2 separate regions of the Sus scrofa genome follow, and region 1 is linked to region 2. The links are chromatin contacts, called in public Hi-C maps. All regions are on one chromosome and are shown on one strand. The core of a region is the stretch at or near the end of the contact, and the rest is flanking DNA. Distances in the headings are between cores, read along the strand shown.

Region 1 (3,540 bases), core at 20-2,519, 93 kb before region 2:
CCATAGGTCCACCAGACAGAAGAGGAACAAGTGACCATGAAACAATGTCTGTGAAGTGGCAGTAAACTCAAGTCCCAGAAGCATTTAGTTCACAAGAATGCCAACAACTCCTGCTAGTCAACAAAAGAGGCTCACAACACTCAGCCTCTCCGTTTGTCTGAGGCAGGAGGTGGGATACAGGTTCTCTGTCTTCCCTTTTCATCGCTCCTCCACCAATCTGCTTAAACTAGCGTAACCTTATCATTTAGCATTTATTCTCCTCCATTCACTGATAAATTTTACTTAGGAACTTGACCCTTGAGAACGAAAAGGGGAACTGTCCTCTAACTCTATCAGAGCAGTAGCATGAATCAAGGTTGTGCTGGATACACCCTGGCATAGGCTCACCCTTTCTAAGAGCCCAAACGCTATAACTGTACTTCTAAACTTAAAATGCTCTTGCTAACACGTCCCTCCAAAGCACCCCGACGTTTCTCCCAAAAATTCTCACAGGGAAGAAAAACGAAAAGGATGAGAAGCGAAAAGAAAATTCTACCTAACCTCATTATGCATAGAAAAGGGCACCTCGTGCTTCCTGTGGAGTCTCCCTGAGCCCCTAGTTAAACGAAAACCGAGTACACCAGGGCTGGCCTCGTAGTTCGGCCCAGGCATCTCACCTTTCTCAGGCTCAGCTTCCCCCGCCGTAACACGGGGACACCACTGCCCAGACCTGCCGTGGAGATGGAGGAAGAAATGCACGCCCCTGTTTAGCTCAGTCCCTGGCAGGTGGGAAGCAGGTAAGCAACCGACAAGGCGACAACAAGCACAGCGTAAGGGTCCACAGCACCGGGTCGAGTCCCAGCTCTGCCCTCAGCCTACCAACGAGAGAGGCAGCTCCCTTCACCCATCCTCAGTCCTGGGACAGGAACGCCCACCTCTCCGGCCCAGCTCAGTGGACACTCAGGCAGCGCTGCCGCAGAGGTAGCTACCCCAACCCGGGGAGAGAGGGCGACCACTGACCTGCTTGAAGGTGCTAGTGAGGAAGTAGACGAGCGAGAGCCCGAAGACCAAGGCGAGCACCCACCTCTTCCTCAGGAGGCGGCGCCACACCATGGCCGCCAGGTTGACCATCCCGGCGCGGAGCGGGGCAGGCCCGGGGCCCGGGCGGCATGGCCCCTACACGGGCGGGAGCCCCATCACTCGAGGCGGGCGCCGATCCCGCGGCCCCCAGCCCAGCCAGCTCCCGGCAGCCACCCCGCGCCTCCCCACGTGACCTCTCCCCACGCCCCGCCTCCGTTCCTCTCGCGTCACCCACCGGTCTCGCTCCGCCTTCTCCTCATTGGTCAATGCAGACAGGCGGCTTCCTATTGGCTGAATCCTAGCAAGGGGGCGGGCAATCGTGTGCGTGAGACCCCTGGAGCTGTGCCCGGTTGTTAGCGCCGGGCGGGGCAACCTGAGAAAGAACCTGAGGAGAGGCCGGAAGCTCTCGGAAGTCAGGTGTTTCCCTGGCGGTGAGAGTGATTGGTTTGGAAGGACGTGAATGATGCTGAGGTGACTGCTGAACTGTCTGGGCAGGTAACAAGAGAACGCTATTTTTTTTTCTCTCCCTGGCATGGTTAGTGTAATCTCATGCCCTTGCAGTCCTAAGGGCGTTTCGCGCTCAACGTTGGTTGCGGTAATAAAAACGCTGGCGGTATTGTACCCGAAGTGCACCTGCCTGCTTCCAACGCAAGTGATGCAGGAGATGTTCTCCTGTGTGCATTTCGGTGCAGTAGTGTAACGGCCCGGGGATGCAACTTAAAACATCTCATACATTGAAAACTCTTGGTTAAATCCTTCTGAGTGCGATGAATGGAGCAGAGGGTGAAAAGGCATTTCATTCGGTCATTCAGATGCATCCCACGTGTAAAAATCTTATTCCAGAATTCAGTATTGGAATAATTAGGTACGGCCTGCTTCCAACAGAAAATCTGAAGCCCCTAAAAAGCACGCATCTGAAAATGGAATCTTGGGTATTTGATTTAGGAAGCTGTGTCAAATTTGTGGCTAGAAATTTGAGATTCTGTATTTTATTTTTCCCAAGGGTTTGCACGAGATGAGGAATCATTAACGGAATGGGTGGGGGGGGGGGATCGTTAAGCCAAGATTGCATGTTCTTGAAAAATATTTACAGGATGAGTTTTCCTTCATGTATGAAGATGGTGCTACTGACCCACTTCGTGGCTGATTTTCCAACAGAGAAAGGAGACTCTCTAATCAGGGGCCCTGGTAATGTCCCCTGAAGAAGGCTGGTTAGGATCAGGTGGTTATTCAACAGTCAAGGATGGTGCCCTGAACTGAGAGTCAGATACCATCTTTTGTTCTTGTACAAGAAAATATTCAAGGAACTGAAACCTGTTCATATAAAGTCTCTGGCCTTTATTTCTTCTATAGGGTGAAAGGTCAGGGAGGGAACAAGGGATAGAAAAAGGTAAGTGAAAGACCCACTGATGTTTTATTCATTGAATACTTGTTGAGTGCTCCTCTGTGCCAGGCAGTGTTCTAGATGCAGAGGTGCAGGGGCAAGCCAGGCAGGTGAATCTTTGCTTTTGTGGTATTTACATTCTCACAGGGGACAGATCATAAATAAATAAACAAACATGTAAATAAGTGGTAAGTGCTATGAAGAATGTAAAACAGGGCAATGTATGTTGAATCAGGAGGGTGAGAGGAGAAGGCCTCTGGAAAGAGGTGGCATTTGATGAGGGAGCCAGCCAGAAGGAAAAGCATTCTAGGAAGAGGGAACAGCAAGTACAAAGACCCTGAGGCAGGGACAAGCTGACATGTTTGAAAAATGAAAAGGCCAGTGTGGAGTTCCTGTCATGGCTCAGTGGTTAATAAACCCGACTAGTATCCATGAGGATGTGGGTTCGATCCCTGGCCTTGCTCAATGGGTTAAGGATCTGACGTTGCCTTGAGCTATGGTATAGGTTGCAGACTCGGCTCAGATCTCGAGTGGCTGTGGATGTGGTGTAGGCCAGCAGCTGTAGCTCTGATCAGACCCCTAGCCTGGGAACCTCCATATGCCAAGGGCGAGGCCCTAAAAAAGAAAAAAAAGAAAAGGCTAGTGTAGTTGAAAGAGAGTAGTTAAAGAGAGAGTGGAGGAAAATGAAACTGGAAACAGGTGAGGCTTGTAGGCAGCACCTGTGGGCCAGGAACAGCACTTGGATTTTATTCTGATTGCAGTGGGCAGCCTTTGGAGGGCCTAAAACATATTTTCTGTATTCCCCAATCAGGACTCAGAGTTTGACAATAGGACAAAATAGATTAAGATCATAATTGTCGTCAGGAGTACCAAAGAGGGGTGGGCGAGAGGCTAACTAGGGATAAGGAGGCAACAGAACCATCTGCTTATAGCTCCCTATGAATCCTTAAGACTTATTCTCAGGTTCAAGGCATCCCATGGATGATTCACCTAAGTATACTGCTCTATCTAGGATTGAGAGTCCAGGGTAAGCCCCTGTGACCTGTGCACCCCTTTGGAGAGGAGAAGAAAGAGAGGCCTGCTTTCCCTGGAATCCG
Region 2 (3,417 bases), core at 446-2,945:
TGCCACCCCCCACGCTCCGGCTGCCGCCTCTCCCTGCGGGCGCCGCGCCAGCTTCCTATGGTGTTGGCTCACGGTGGGACTCGGCCGAGACCCGAGCGCTTGGCATCTGTGAGCCATGGCATCCCGGGGCTGGGTTTCTCACCTTCGACCTTCAGCTTCCGGCCCTGGACCCACCTTTGGTGGGCTCAGCCCTGTTCTCTCCACCCCCATTCTCTTCAGCTCTTTGAGAATCTGAAGACAATGCTTACACGTTTGCCCCCTTTAAGCGCCCTAGCACAGTGTCAGGCGCACAGCTGGTGCTCAGTAATTCCCCAAGGCCTAGGGGCCTAGTATACAGTAGGTGCTTAGTACTTTTTTCCCACTGGTACCAAACGGCTAGGCGCGCAATACTCACTCCCCACCCCCACAACCTATCCTACTGCAGGCTCTTAACAGGGCCTCGAACCCAAAGTGAGCACAGTTAATGCTCTTTCTTAAAGGCTTCCCCCTGGAGTTTCCCGAAAAGTCTGAGATCCCACATCACTTAGGGGGCATCTCCTTCATCTCAGCTCCCTCTATCCCGCGAAGAGGAGGGCAAGCTCCTTAAAAGGGACACCTCGCTGGAGAAGGAGTGAAGTTGGCAGAGCGGAGGAAAACTGCAAAGTTTTAGGGAGAAAGACGGAGGGGGAGGAAGTCACGAGATGCGCTTGGGGCGCGGGAGGACGAGCAACAGAAACTGGAGAAGTGATACTTAGGGAGAAGGAGGTTTGGGGCGGAGGTGATGGAGAGGGTGGCGAGTTAGGAACGGCAGGCGGCTTGGAAGAGGACCGAGGACTCGTCTTGAAACCGCGATAGTTTATAATGCGTTGGCGTGGCCTGTAACTCTGTTCTCATAGCAAGCACACTTTTAATTTGCATTGTGTGTTTGTTTGAAGGGGTGATGAGGCTTACGGAGGCTGAAGTCCTTCCAAAGCCACTCGGATGGAGGGAGTGGCAAGATGCTCTTAAGGAGTCGGAGAGAAGGGGCAGCAGCGGTGGACTCGGTAGGTACTTGGAAGGAGAGATGGGATCTCCCAAGGAGAGGGACAGAGATCCTTGCGAAAGAATGGAGCAGAGGAAGAGGAGATGGGAAGGGAAGAGAGCTAAACTTGCGGTTCTCCAGCTCCCAACCCAGCCCCAGGTCTCCAATCCCCCAGCTGCCGCGCCCTGGCGGTCGCTTGCTCACGTACCTGTTGCTCGCTCCGGCTGGGTCTCGGCTCCGGCCCCACCATGAAGCCCCGCGTTCCTACAAGTTCCGCCTGCCGAGCAGCCAGGCTGCCAGCGCCGCCACCTGCGCGGCCGCGCACAGCCAGGGCCAGTAGGTGGGGAGCGCGCCGGGCGCCGGCGCCCTCCGGCTCCGCGCGCTGCGCCGCCACATGGTGCGCTGGTGCAGCTCGTCGCCGAGCGCCTTGAGCCGGGCGGCAGTGAGCTGCGCGGCGGAGGAGCGCAGACCCAGGCGGCTCGCGCTGCAAGCGCACACGGCTGGGGGGCCGCGGCCGCGGTGCAGGGGGCACGGACACATGACCGCTCGCCTCGGTCCCTCCCCGCGTCGGGCCGCCCCTCGCCTCCTCTCGCTTCGGCCTCTGCGCCTGCCTCCGCCGCGCTCCAGCCGCCGGGGGCCTACCCTGGACACCAAGTTTCTCCTTGTGTTGTGCGTTTGTTGTGCTGACGGCGCTATTATTAATTAAAGTGTCACATGGTGGAGGGGGGCGGGGAGGGCGCGGGGAGGGGGGTTACATCATCCGGCCCCCCGGGGGTGGGGGGGCTGCAGGCAGAAGAAACCGAGAGGTAACTTTTAACCCTAGCGGCGCCGGCCGCGAGGGGGTTTTCGGGTTGGGAAGCGAGGAGCGCGGGGCTCTGGGACGCGGGAAAGCACCCGGCTGCGGGGCTCTCGGGCTTGGGGGTCGCGGGAGACCCCCGCGGAGGCGGGGAGCGCCAGGGAAGATTTTCTCTCCGTTTTTTCTGAATTCAGCTTCAATTCCGATTTGGCGAGAGGAGTAGGCTTGTTTGCCGTTTTGGATGAAGCTGATATCGAATTCAGCTGCATTATTCAAAAAATGTTCCGAGGCTATTGTTTTGTTTGGGGCGGTAGGTCGATTCAAAATCTCATGAGAGGGCCAGATTCAACCCAATTTGCTTACTTTCAGGTCTGACTCCGCACCTGTAGGTTGCGGATCAGCCGATACACACCCGACTCCCCATCTAAGTTAGGGTGGATGAGAGACTCTAAAGAGCCCCTAGCTCCCCTAGAAACGTTGATGGACGCAGGGGTGAGGAGGGTTAGGGAGTCGGCCCTTAGCCTCAGCGATTCGCAAGCACACCGCGCTTCAATCCCAAAGACCCTCGCAAGGGGTTTTCCAGAAGGAACTTTGTTTTGTTTGCTCCCTTTGTGAATTTTATTTGCCTGTTGGGGTTAATGATCCGGATTTAATGCTCAGTGGAGACTCTTAAGGGATTGGTGGGGTCGAGGATGCGGGGTGCAGGGGACTTCAGCCCCTTTCTCTCCAATCGTAGAATGGTTTTATACTGTCCCCATGCTCCTCCAGACTAGAAAACGTGAAGTTGTCTCTGCTGGTGAAGGAATAGAAGGGCGAGGGGCTCTTAGGATTCTTTGGGGAGCAAGTGAGACTTTCACCTGTCTTCAAAGCACTGGGATTCAGAAAATTGGAGGATCTCAGAGGTGGCTCCAAGCCAGCCTCCTAGGTCCTGATAAGGCAGCTCTGAGCCTCTTCTTCCCACCAGCAGAGTGCTGCCACTTGGAAAAGATTCTTCAAGAGTGTGAATTTAGAATGGGTCTGACTTTATCATGGAGAGATTTCTGCTTGGCCTGCAACTTGGTCAGAGCTCAGATCCCAGCCCTGCCCTGTGATCCTGGTGGCTCTTAGACCCATCCAGCTGCAGTTCTCCTACCCTTAATAACTGTGAACACTTATCAAGTGTCCTTCTATGTAGGTTACTTGGCTAAAGCCCCTGCCTACACTGCCTAAAGTGCGTTTCCCAATTGTAGACTGGTAAGAGTGTGCCATTACTATCCTATTTTATAGATAAGGAAACTGAGGCACAGGGAGGTGAGGTCTCTTGGCCGAGATCACAGAGTTAGTGAGTAATAACCCCAGATCTAAAGGAAGGCGGTATGCTGAAGGCTCTAAATTCTGAACTATGGTTTTATACTGCCCCCTGTAATCTGGGAATAATAATACCTCCCTCCCAGGATTGGGGCAGAGATTAAATGAGAGAAATGTATGCCAAGCACCTGGCAAGCAGCAGGCCCTGGATAAACCTTGGTTCCCTTTGCTTCTGGCTAGAACCAGTTCCCCATTCTCCTGGGACTCACCTCCTTAATCCCCTCTAGTCTTTGCAGAGGGGAACTGATCCATTGCCCGGTGTAGCGTTCCAAGA

The links. A called contact is a pair of places that touch in the nucleus more often than the background predicts.
Region 1: a Hi-C map of heart right ventricle shows a contact between it and region 2, with 2.1 times the contacts expected there. The contact joins the promoter of C14H12orf49 here to the promoter of HRK in region 2. A contact is called at or near these places in 2 of 47 Hi-C or Micro-C datasets (embryonic fibroblasts and heart right ventricle).

What each region holds. Positions count from the first base shown.
Region 1 is chr14:35,703,634-35,707,173 of Sscrofa11.1, reverse strand. C14H12orf49 (UPF0454 protein C12orf49 homolog) reads right to left here and starts at 1,269. Exons shown (of 6, transcript XM_013990355.2): 1 at 1,000-1,269. The coding sequence starts at 1,110. RNFT2 (RING finger and transmembrane domain-containing protein 2) reads left to right here and starts at 1,379. Exons shown (of 11, transcript XM_003132893.6): 1 at 1,379-1,554; 2 at 3,456-3,540.
Region 2 is chr14:35,611,198-35,614,614 of Sscrofa11.1, reverse strand. HRK (activator of apoptosis harakiri) reads right to left here and starts at 1,695. Exons shown (of 2, transcript XM_003359104.4): 1 at 1,209-1,695. The coding sequence starts at 1,540. The coding sequence ends at 1,265. FBXW8 (F-box/WD repeat-containing protein 8) reads left to right here and starts at 890. Exons shown (of 11, transcript XM_013990336.2): 1 at 890-1,022. The coding sequence starts at 978.